Regions from separate parts of the Mus musculus genome. Here regions 1 and 3 are each linked to region 2. The links are chromatin contacts, called in public promoter capture Hi-C maps. All regions are on one chromosome and are shown on one strand. The core of a region is the stretch at or near the end of the contact, and the rest is flanking DNA. Distances in the headings are between cores, read along the strand shown.

Region 1 (3,624 bases), core at 1,123-3,622, 2.9 Mb after region 2:
TGGTTGTGACTGCACTGCTCGCTAACATATCTCCTTCAGGAGAGGTAGCTTTTGAAGACCAGGGGTATCCACAGCACAAGAGGGCTTGAAGAAACTCACCTTGTCTTCTCTACCTAGACTGAGGTGGCTGTCCCCAAAAGTCAGTCAACAAGAACATGTCACTAGTGCTAAAGATTTACAAAAGGACAGTCCTCTGCTCACAGAGGAGGTGCTACTGACACTAGAGAATCCATAAAAGTATACTATAATGAGACATGCCTGGAAATCTCTCATCTTTATTCATTGACCTCTACCAGAAACACCTCAGCAATAAAGGATTTGGATAGGACAATGACATGAAAATGGGTGCTGGCTATATTCTGGTTACTATTAGATTGTTTATGAAGTGGGAAAAGTTAGGGCTATATTAAGGTAGACAGAACCTTATCTTAAACATCTTACCAAAGTATTTCTTGAGGCTTCTCTGAATGTGCTGCTTGGTTTGACTGTGATGGACTTTTCTAGGTGTTTTGCTACTAAATCTTCAAATGAAGGTGCAGTGTCACTGGGGTCTATGAGCCATGCAGCAACTCTGGGATCTAGTCCTACAAAATCAGCAACTGCAAAGGAAAAGGTCACTTAGCATTCATTCAAGTTACAGGCAATTGTTTCCCATCTTTACACTAAGCAGAGAGTTTTCCAAATATGAAACACAAATGACTGAGAAACATTTAAAGAAATGTGCAACATCCTTAGCCATTAGGGAAATGTAAATTAAAACTACTCTGAGATTCCATCTTACCCCAGTCAGCATGTCCAACATCAATAAAACAATTGACAATGCTGACAAGAATTCTGGCAAATGAGAACATTTATTCATTGCTGTGGGAGTAAATTCAGCCAGTGTGGAAATAAGTGTGGAGGTTCCTCCGGAAGCTGGGAATAGATCTACCTCAAGATCCAGCTATGCCACTCTTGGGCATATATCCAAAGGACTCTACATCTTACTATAGAGACACTAGCTTAATTACGTTCACTGCTGTACTATTCATAATTGCCAGAAATTGGAAACAGCCAAGATGTCCATCTACTGATAAATGGAAAATGAAACTATGGCACATTTACACAATGGAATATCATTCAGTTGTTTAAAAACCAGTGAAAATTTGAAATCTGAAGGTTAAAAGGATAGAGATAGAGAAAAAAATTCCCAAGTGAATAAGCCAGACCCAAAATAGACAAATACTACATGTTTCCTCTTATATGTGGATGTTAAGTTTTTAAGCTTTTGATATGTGTACTAAAATTCAAATAACTACAGACATTAGGTAAGGTCAGTGGGATAGAGAGGATCTTCCAAGAAAGGGGAAATACAATATAGTGCTGTGGGGAGAAGGGGAACTAAACCAGAAGGATTCGATGGGACAGAGGATGGAAGATCCAAGTTAAGTAGGGACTATGAGAGGTACACCTAACACTAAAGGCATTTGAAAAGTCATATGGAAACCCACTATTGTAGAAGCTTCCTAATATAGGCATATATGGAATGAATCTAAATGGAATCACCATATAATGCCACCAAGTAAAATTTCCAGTGCCAGGAAAAAGCTATATATTTTTGAGTTGTTGGCCAAAGGGGTCCCATGGAATCCCTCCAAACATCAGAGACTATTACCAAGGCCATGACTGTTTTCCACCGTAAGGTGGTAAAGCCCTACTGTTGCAAACAACATATATTTATGTTACTGAATGTGAAGAAGTCCAGCTGGTGCCAAACCAGAAGCTTAACCCCTACGTGTTCATAATTACTCTGCCCCCTGACAAGGGTTAAAGACAATTGCTAATATCACCCAGCTATAAACCCTGTTACCTACAATAGCGGCATGACTACAAGATATTCTGATACAATAGTGGCAAAAAGGTTCTGAAAGTACTTTTATATTGGATTTAAGTCCCATTCCATGAAATGGAACCCATACCTGACAATGCTCGCTCGCTCTCTCTGTCGCTCTGTCTTTGTCTCTCTGTCTCTGTCTCTCTGTCTCTCTCTGTCTCTGTCTCTCTGTCTTTCTCTCTCTCTCTATCTCTCTCTCTCTCTCTACCTCTCTCTCTCTCTCATTTTTCAAGATGGGGTTTCTTGGTGAAGTCCTGGCTATTTTAGAACTCTCTCTGTAGACCAAGCTGGCCTCAAACTTAGAGACCCTCTAGCCTCTGCTTTCTGAGTACTGAGATTAAAGGCATATAGCAGCTATTCCCTACCCTTTATACTGTCTTGTTTGGTACTCTCTGGGTTGTAGATCTTAGTATCTGTATCCATTGATGATAACAACAAAGCCCATTGTGACTGTGTTTCAGCGGTCATTCTTTACACTAAAGGAGTATAAACTGGTACAAATATAAGAAGAGTCCAGACATAGGAGGGGAAGTGTCCATGGCAGGTGAAGAAGCAGTGTCTGTGTGGCCAAGAGCCCTTGGAGCAGGTGACATGGTGGCCTGACCACTTTTCTAAGTCTTAGAGACAATGAGAATGGTGACTTACCATGCTTCCAACTGCCATCTTCACCATAGAGCTGCAGCACTGTTCTCACAAAGTCCTTGGCATTAAAACAAACAACGGGACATTTACACCTCAGTGTCCAAAACAGTATGTTCCTAAACAAAAGAAAATTCACCATTTAGATAGTAATTTGGGTCTTGGAAAAATATTGTAATATCAAATTCTATCTATCCTTATGTAGTATATACACACCTCGATTAACTAGTGAATCCTATGAGGTGGGCATTACTTCTTATGTGTATTTCATACACTGTGAAGCTTTGACTCAGGGCTCATCTCTGAGAAAAGCTTCTACTCCTGAAGCTCCTGTGCAGAATACACACACTGGACCTGGTCCAAGCCTCCAAGTGTTCCACCTCTCGGCATGCCAGGTCTTTCCTTCTGCCATTGCACGGTGCCACTCCTACCCACACTGCTGAGGATGGCATATGCTCTTGCATGTCTACTCTTCTCCACCCACAACTTGTGCAACCTGCTCAAGAGATGTTCTGGGCAAGCAGCCTACCCACACACCTTTCACAGAAGGACCCACACGTGCTAAACTGCAGCTTCTTCCATCACCTTATGAACTTCTGAATCTGGGATAACAGTTAACATTTATCATAGCAGATACCAGGCTACCATTTCACAAGGTTGCCACACTGAAACTTAGTCACACTACTACAAGGCAGGCACTCCATCCAGTATGAAGATGAAGAGACTTGGATTCAGATATGTCACACCAAATAGATGGTAAGGTTGGGTTCTGATACTGTATCTTGCTACTGCCAGAAGCCCTAAACCACTAAGCCCAAGTTCCTCTTTATGGAAAAAGTACAATACATTAAAAAGAGCTCTTTGATGGGGTAAGAAAGGAAGAAACCAGGAGTCCAGTAGACATGCACACTGAGTGATGGTGTATAGGTGGATTTTGCTTGCCTGGCTCCATTGATAGACACTGTATAGTGCTTTGAAAGTTATGTGGCTTGGCCTTGATTTGTTAGAACAGGAGACCAAAATGGTAGGGAGGTCAAAGTGCCAACAGCACTGGGTCTTGGCTTAGGTAAAACTGATAAGGGACACAAGAATGAGAATGAAGAAGTTAAGAA
Region 2 (4,097 bases), core at 517-3,016:
CTCAACTCTATTGACCAGGCTGGCCTTGAACTCAGAGATCCTCTTGCCTCTGCCTCCTGAGTCCTGAGGTTAAAGGCTTGGGCCACAGTCAAGCTAATTTCTGAGTTTTTATAATAAGCATTCATTATTTTTTGTTTGCTTTTGGTTTTCCAAGTCAGGATTTCTCTTTGTAGCCCTGGCTGTCCTAGAACTTGTTCTGTAGACCGGGCTGGCTATAAGTGCACAGATATCCACCAGCCTCTGCCTCCGGAGTGTTGGGGTTAAAGGCATGCACAACCATCATCTGGCTAGTATTTATTACTTTTGTAATCAGGAAACATAAGTGAGGTGGTAAAAATGTAGGCAGCAGTTGGTCATTTTAGGTATACATGAGAAAATAACTGAAAATGAGGTTGCCAAAAGATCCTCTGTGCACATTTGAAATAGTACTGACAGAAAATAATAGGAACTAAAGTAGCATGAACAGATATGTCATGAATGCTTGCCATGGCTCAGGAGTTACAATGGCTTTGGCAGAAAGGCTAATCTGGAGAGGATGAGCACCCTTCTGAGACTAGAACAAACTTTGAAATGGTGTGCTATACATTTTAGGTAAGTGCATCTTTTAATCCAACATCAGAATTCTATTTTGTCTTGACACAGTGTTGTTGCTCTATTGCTTATGCTGACCTTGAACTCACGGCATTAGCCTACTGAGTGATAGGATTACAGGTATGCATTACTATGCTGGGTGAAAAAAAAAGTTTGTTTTTGAGACTATGTAGCCCTGGTTGGCCTTGAATTCACAGAGATCTCTCTGGCATGCTTGTTGAAATTTCAGTTTTTAAAGCAAGCATTTTAAAGTGAAGAGATGAGAAAAAAATGAGTCTCTATAGGATTTCTGTGTGAACCCGTGAACTAGGATTAACTAGTCCCTTTAAGGAGAGTAAAATTGGTGATTGTGACATTCTCAGATTCAGATGATTCATCCTTCTTCCTTGATAATACATGTATAATGGTATTATACATCTCTTAAATTCTGCCTTTAACTTTCTAAGATCAATGGCTTACCCAGAATCTATTGTAATTCTTTACACTCACAGACAATGTAAACTCTTTCCAAATAATACCTTTTCAAAGACAGTTTTGATGGATCTTCTTACTTCGGATTCTATTTTGGACTCATGTCAACTTAAATTTGAGTAACTTTTTTTTTTTGTTTTGTTTTGTTTCTTTTTCGAATTTGCCAACTATCATTGGATAACTTCAATGAGTTCTCCCTTATGTGGGTCGAATCAGGTTATGTCTGGGTAAATAATGTTATGCAAATCAGCAACTATTAGTTTTCATGTTAAGCGATTAAAAAAAAGCTTTCTGAAAATTTGATGACCAGTGCACTGTCTCTTTCCCAAATGGGGAATGTGGGTGGGTTCGTTCCTCAGATTGAAAGGCTGCGTCTTCCGTTCCTTTTGTCTTCTTAGAGGATTAGGACTGTCATGGCGCTTTCAAGAAGAGAGAGAAGGCCTTCCTTTCGTCCGGCAGAATTACTTGGGGGCACCTCGACTGGGAGGAGGATGGACAGAGAGACAAGAAGACAACGCTGGCAGGCAGTCTGCCGGAACCCCGCAAGGGGAGGAGACCCGGCAGTAGACTGCCTTGAGAGCCTCGGTCTGTGGGAACCGCCCCCCGCTGCCCTGTCCAATGGAAACCTGGCGGCGGTGCGGCACCGCCCACTGTTGGTCCGGACGCCGCGAGGGCGGGGCCCGCAGTTCGGTTGCGCTGCGGAGCGCAGCTGTGAGGGAGTCGCTGGGATCCGAGGCCCCGGAACCCGAGCTGGAGCTGAAGCGCAGGCTGCGGGCGCGGAGTCGGGAGGTGAGCTCCGGAGAAAGAGGCCCTGGAGGGAGGGGCTCGCGGAAGGGCGGCAGGATGACCCCGAGCCGCGGGCCGGCAGGACGCGGCCGGCGGGTGCTGTCGGGCGGCCCTGCTTTCTCGGGAGTCAGGCCCGACCTAGCCCGGCCCGTCGCAGCTGAGGGGCCACCTTGGCCCCAGGGCGCCGCCCGCCCTCCTGGTGTCTCCGGCGTGGCCGCGGCGGCCCGGAATTCTGCGGGCGCGGGTCGGGGGGCCCCGGCGTTCTCTTGGAACTCTGGCCGCGAGAGGCGGGGCAGGCGGCGCGGGCGGGGGCGGGGCGGGGGCCCGGGCCCGAGGGCCTGCGGAAGGAAGCGCGGCGTCCGGGCCGGGCCTGCTCGCGGGGCGGCGCGCCGAGCGCGGGGGCGTGGTCTGCGGCCTGACGGCGGGGCAGGGCTGGCCTTTGATGAGGTGGCTGTGGTGCTCGGTCTCCTGGCCGGCCACTGTCTGTCCGCCGCCGCTTCCTTCCAGATACTGGCCGGGCGACCTGTTGGAGTGTTGACAAGCTGAGGGCCTCCTCCCTCCGAGCTTGCATTCTCTCCGACTGAGCAGTTCTGTTGACCTCAGAGGCTTTCTGGGTTTCCTCAGAGCGGCCTGTGGCTGCGAGCTATGCGGGGTGATGTGCAGAGGGCTTTCAACTAATAATGGAAGCCGGGAGAACAACTTTGCGAGATGACAGACAATGCCCTGTAGTGAATGTACTATGCGTCCTCAGGGTAGCTAGAGGCTTCGAGGAGATACCCTCACCGATGCAAATGAGCTTTTCCACAGTGATCCCTGTTAAAACTGCCAGCAGCTCTGAGGCAGAACCCCCAGTGTTGCACACGTTTCTGCATCTCTTGCGGGAGTGCTTGGAGATCTTTAGGCACTGCTCTTATTTTACCTTCTGGGACATGATTGGGAGGGCAATGTGCTTTCTGGATGTTTGTCTCTGATGACAGTTCATCTTTTCTCTAAGTGCCCCGTGGAGGGGCTGCCTGTTTCCTTGGTCCTGTAGTTTTAGATTCCATGGGCTTTGACGTTCCAGAGTATATTCTGTATCTCGCTAGACTTTCACTTATCCGTTCAGATTGGATGCACATTCTGCGAATGTAGCTGAAACAGACTTTATTATTTTCTTAGCTCTTTGATAGGGGACGGAGGAAAAAGTGATCCTTAACTCATCTTTTTTAGTGGTTTATTAAGACATGCACGCAACTAATAGCTGTCTTGGCAGACTGAGGAGGCTTTCAAGGACTTTCCTTAGAAATTAAAGTGGGGAAGTATCCTACCAGATTTCCCCTCCCCCGCCCCCGTCCCGTAGTGTTCTTTGCGTTTACTAGAGCGTTAATACAAGTCCCTCGATTCAGATAAAACTGTATAGGCTGGGGAGAGATGCGTAGAAAGGGTCGCAAGAGAGTTGTATGGCCATTCTGGTGTTGATTGCAGGTCTTAGGTATTCTGAACTGACTCTGGAGTGCAAGTTTACTTTCCAGGGTATCGCTTTCTTACTAGACTGCTCTTCCTTGAGTTAATCACACACAGGTTTCAGTTTTTTTTTTACAGTCTGTGTTCATTTGATTGTCCCTTTTTTTTTTTTTTTTTTTTTTTGGTATGGGTTAATTAGAAACTTAGGTTTTTCTTAAAGCAACTCTGCGCCTATAGAAATGTTATTTTTAGTACTTTACCTATAAAAACTATAGCTTGAATTATTTGTTTCTGAAGGAGGTAACTGGTATCAGATCTAGTGCCTCAGAGATTGGAAAAGTCAGAGCCTTTGAGCAATGTAAATGAAAGGAAAGCTGGAAACAAGGTCTTTGATTTTTTTTTTTTTAATTTGTGCTTAGGTAAGTGTAGGCATTTCATTTATTTTAATTCACTGATCTATCTCAAGCACCCTCCCAGTGTGTGACGTACAATAACCTACAAATGTTACTAAACATTTCAGTGAGTAAATGAAAAGAAATGTTGTTAAACAATACCCACTTGCCACACTTACAGATGGAAGTCACGCCTGTCGGTCACTTGGCCCAAAGGCAGCTTCTACCTATGTATAGGAAAGATGAATAATGTCACTATTGGTCTAGTAGGATAAGTCACCCTTGGGAGTTTCGGCTAGTTGGTTAAGGATGGTATAGACCAAGCTGGGCGTGGTGGTGCACGCCTTTAATCCCAGTACTCAGGAGGCAGAGGCAGGCAGATTTCTGAGTTCGAGGCCAACCTGGTCTACAAAG
Region 3 (3,782 bases), core at 400-2,899, 2.4 Mb after region 2:
CTTTGGGCTGTATCTTGGTATCTCAATTTTGCCTCCTCTGAGGAGGCAGAGCCAACATAGCCCATCTCAAAGCTGGGACACTGAACAAGAAAATGAGCAAGTACCCAGTGATAGGGCACCTTGCTAGAACAGAGAAACCAGTTTCAGAGCCCTGTTAACCCAACAGGGAGCAACTTGAACATCAAAATGATCTGCAGATGGTAAGGTACTGTTTGAGCAGGCTCCAATCTGCAAAAAACAATAGTAACTGTTTACTTCTAGCCAATTCACTACATGTTAAAATAACTTGTTATGTAGCAACAGAAGACAGCTCCACCGTCTGTCTGCTCTCAATATGACCTCCCTGAGTGACTTGTGCTTATTAACTTTGGGTTCCTTGTTCTGGTATGGGAGTGCCCACTGGACAGCCCTTGGTCAGGAGTCCTGCCTTAGAGCCCCACACTCTTGATATGCCTTGCAGTGTACTAACTAGGTCTCCAAACCAAACTACATGACCATGCCAACTCCATCTCCAGTTCTCCAAAGGAGTCCTCTCCACCCTCCTTCTTCTCAAAACAGATCTGAGTGTTTCTATTACCACACCTGCCTCTGCCTCTCTGGAGCCTAAGCAGCTGCTTCACACCAATCATTCCTGTGCCCAGAGCTGCAAGTATGACAGACAAGCAGACATGTGTTCTCCCAGATCTATCTTTCCCTGTCCCTGTAGCTTCCAAAGGTCTCCTTCATCTGGATCCCAGACTTCAATCACTGCTATATTCCAGCAGTTTCCCCAACCTTTCCTCCAATCAGCCAACAGATGGGCCTCTCCGAGGTCCCACTAGCACTTGGGGCACCACATACCATGGCCTTGGACAGGGCCATAGACCTAGCCCGGCAAAGGAAACGCTCCATTAACATTCCCAACCTTGACCGTCTTCATCTCTGCCTGCTCTTCTTACACCCACCTTCCCCTGGGATCTCTCCAACCCCTGTTGTAATGAAATCAACAGGAGCTCTTTCCTATAGAAATCGTCCAACATAGCAAGCAGGCTGAACGATTCTGCACTCCAGCCGCAGTGATGTCAAAGACTGGAGCTTAGCCCCACCCGAGCACCACTCGCAGGACAGCGCCAGGGCCGCCGCCTCCCAACTGGAAGAGCGTATGGTGCTCTAGAGCGCTCAGCTCACAGCCAGGGCTGCAGAGATCCCGCTTGCTTGTTCATGATCTTGACCGGCTTCTGCTCCAGTTCCTCACCCTTGGAGTCTCCAAGCGCCCGGTTAAGCGCCAACCACCGGCCGGCACACAGGAGGCTCACCTAACGGCAGCAGTGAGTGACACAGTAGTGTGGCGGAAGTGCGGCGAAGGTGGTAAGGTACGAAGGCGGCGTCCTCGCTGCCCAGCCAGCCCGACAACAGATTCTGCACTGTGAGCCCGGCCGAGTAGAACTCGTTGGGCGTGAACACGAAGCACACTGCGAAGACCAGGTAGGCCAACGTGAAGGTCACCTCAGGGCTGTCCATCCCGCCACCGCTCACTGGGCCGTGCAGAGGCAGGAGAGTCCAGTTCTGGACAGTTGGTTTGTTGCCGCAGCCACCGCCGTCAGATCGCCCGCGGGGCACTCTGGGAAACGGAGTCCAAGTCCGGCTACTGGCGGGGCATCCTGCGAATCTGAGCGCCTCCTGTCCAGGCACCCGCAAAGCATTCTAGGAAATGGAGTCCCCTCCTCAGGCTGCCCGCGGGGCACTGTGGGAGACAATTTCCCTGTTGGGTTGACCCGAAGGGCACCCTGGGAGTCAGAGTCTCGCGAGGCCGCCCCCGGCATTCTGAGTGGGGAGTTCTCGGACCCTACGCTGACCCACAAGCTGTGAGCCGCCCAGACACCCCCCGTAAGGGTTCAACTTCTCCCTTACAAACAGCTCGGAGGAGACACTGCAACTGGGTCCATTTAACAGCTGAGAAAAACCGAGCCAGGGCGAACTGGTTTCCAACCGCATTCGCGGCCGACCATGAGATTTTCTGGGCCATGATGGCTCTCACAGTCACTGGCTACCAACAAGCCCTCTCGGCCCCCGATGCTAGACCACAGTTCCCATACGCCCCAACGCTCCCACTGTGCCCTCAGTCCCGGAAGCGGAACTCCCTGCGCAAGAAGGGCGGGACCAGTATGGCTTGCAATTGGCCACAGGTGGCTCTACGGAAGCCTCTTCTCCAACGCGCTGATTGGCTGTGGAACGCCAACTTTCGGTATTTGAATCTGGGGCGGGCGTAGCGGACGACGTTCCGGGACTGCGAGAGCGGACCTTGTTGGGGTTCCTTCGGCTGGGTTTCTCCTGCTCCGTTTTCTTAGCGCGAAGCGGGCACGGCGCTCCTCCCTTGCGGTGGGCGTCCGCGCGGGCCCAGGGCTTGGCAACCGTAGTCAGGTAAGGGAAACGGCGATTTTTTATTTCCCTCGGGCGCAGGGTGGGGATCAGCCCCACGGAACTTGATTCCTGCGAGCTGAGTTACCGTTCCTGTCTTCCGCAGCTTCGCTCTCTCCCTTTGTTGAGGACCCACCCCTCACTCCAGCCTCCTCTGTTCTAAACTCAGGGGATGCACCTAGCCTCCTAGGCAGGACAGGAACCTGCCCGTGGGCTGGGCTTTGCAGGCCGGCCTGCCAGTGATCTCGGTCTGACCCAGTTGATGGCCTCCAAAGAGGCCGTGCTGGTTCCTGTTCTGGTCGAGCGTGTCGTGTAGGAGAATCGCGTCTCAGAGCCAGGGACATCCGTCGCCCCAAGTCTCTTACTCCATCTTTTCTGCGAAACTATTCTGTCTGTCGTCTGTCTTCCTGAACCCAGGGATATTTCTTGTTCCTGGGTCTGTGCCTCTAAGTCCTCCTTCCGTACAGCCTGACCACAACTTCAAAATAAATGGCTTCTCTTGGAAACGCTTTCTTTCCAACTCCAGATGGTCCTGATAAGTTTCCCTTCTCTATTGCATCCTTCTCTGAACAGAGTCCTTTAAGGCTAAGGCCTTTTTCCTCAACTTTAGCTACCAGAATGACCTCATGCCTATACCTATACAATTTGGTTCAGCAATGCATATTTCCAGTCATGATCGCTTGATTGTACACTTCTGTCCATGCACTGTTCGAGGTGGGAGATGTTTCTTTCTCCTTCAACCTTCAAACTTCACCTCAGAGACCATCAGTCAACTTGAGCTTTATCATCTCCCATAGGTGATTTGACCCCATACTTGTTCTCAGAAGGACAGGTGCAGCAGCAGCAACAAAACTTCCTATGTTCCCTGCCCCACCCCTAGTCACTCCTGCACCATGAAGACATCAGAACAAGAGGAAAGGCCCCTTGTGGGTGGGACCATCTCTGGGCTGGTAGTCTTGGGTTCTATAAGAGAGCAGGCTGAGCAAGCCAGGGGAAGCAAGCCAGTAATGAACACTTTCCCCCTTTCCCCCTTGATCACTAATTGAGAAAATGCCTTACAGTTGGATCTCATGGAGGTATTTCCTCAACTGAAGCTCCTTTGTCTGTGATAACTCCAGCTGTGTCAAGTTGACACAAAACTAGCCAGTACAGGTTCTGATGTCTTCTTGGTGCAGGAGTGACTAGAGGTGGGGCAGGGAACATAGGGAAGTTTTGTTGCTGCTGTTGCACCATGGCCTCTGCATCAGCTCCTGCTTTCTGACCTGCTTGAGTTCCAGTCCTGACTTCCTTGGTGATGAACAGCAGTATGAAAGTGTAAGCCGAATAAACCCTTTCCTCCCCAACTTGCTTCTTGGTCATGATGTTTGTGCAGGAATAGAAACCCT

What was found. Promoter capture Hi-C pulls out the DNA fragments that hold promoters and counts their contacts. Capture Hi-C pulls out chosen DNA fragments and counts their contacts.
Region 1: a promoter capture Hi-C map of liver shows a contact between it and region 2, with 6 times the contacts expected there. The contact joins the promoter of 4930557J02Rik here to the promoter of Nrbp1 in region 2. A contact is called at or near these places in 2 of 39 promoter capture datasets (hippocampal neurons and liver).
Region 3: a promoter capture Hi-C map of liver shows a contact between it and region 2, with 3 times the contacts expected there. The contact joins the promoter of Tmem129 here to the promoter of Nrbp1 in region 2. A contact is called at or near these places in 6 of 39 promoter capture datasets (the 3T3-L1 cell line, the C10 cell line, erythroid cells and 3 more), 8 of 115 datasets of contacts at active chromatin or transcription factors (acute myeloid leukemia, astrocytes, embryonic forebrain and 5 more) and 1 of 9 other capture datasets (liver).

The regions. Positions count from the first base shown.
Region 1 is chr5:34,116,368-34,119,991 of GRCm38.p6, forward strand. 4930557J02Rik (RIKEN cDNA 4930557J02 gene) reads left to right here and starts at 2,373. Exons shown (of 4, transcript NR_040703.1): 1 at 2,373-2,754; 2 at 2,840-3,268. Poln (DNA polymerase N) reads right to left here. Exons shown (of 25, transcript NM_181857.4): 6 at 2,519-2,631; 7 at 442-599.
Region 2 is chr5:31,239,152-31,243,248 of GRCm38.p6, forward strand. Nrbp1 (nuclear receptor binding protein 1) reads left to right here and starts at 1,767. Exons shown (of 18, transcript NM_147201.2): 1 at 1,767-1,851.
Region 3 is chr5:33,656,328-33,660,109 of GRCm38.p6, forward strand. It overlaps Tmem129 (transmembrane protein 129), which reads right to left and starts at 1,650. Exons shown (of 4, transcript NM_026698.3): 1 at 1,296-1,650. The coding sequence starts at 1,500. Tacc3 (transforming, acidic coiled-coil containing protein 3) reads left to right here and starts at 1,801. Exons shown (of 15, transcript NM_001040435.3): 1 at 1,801-2,400.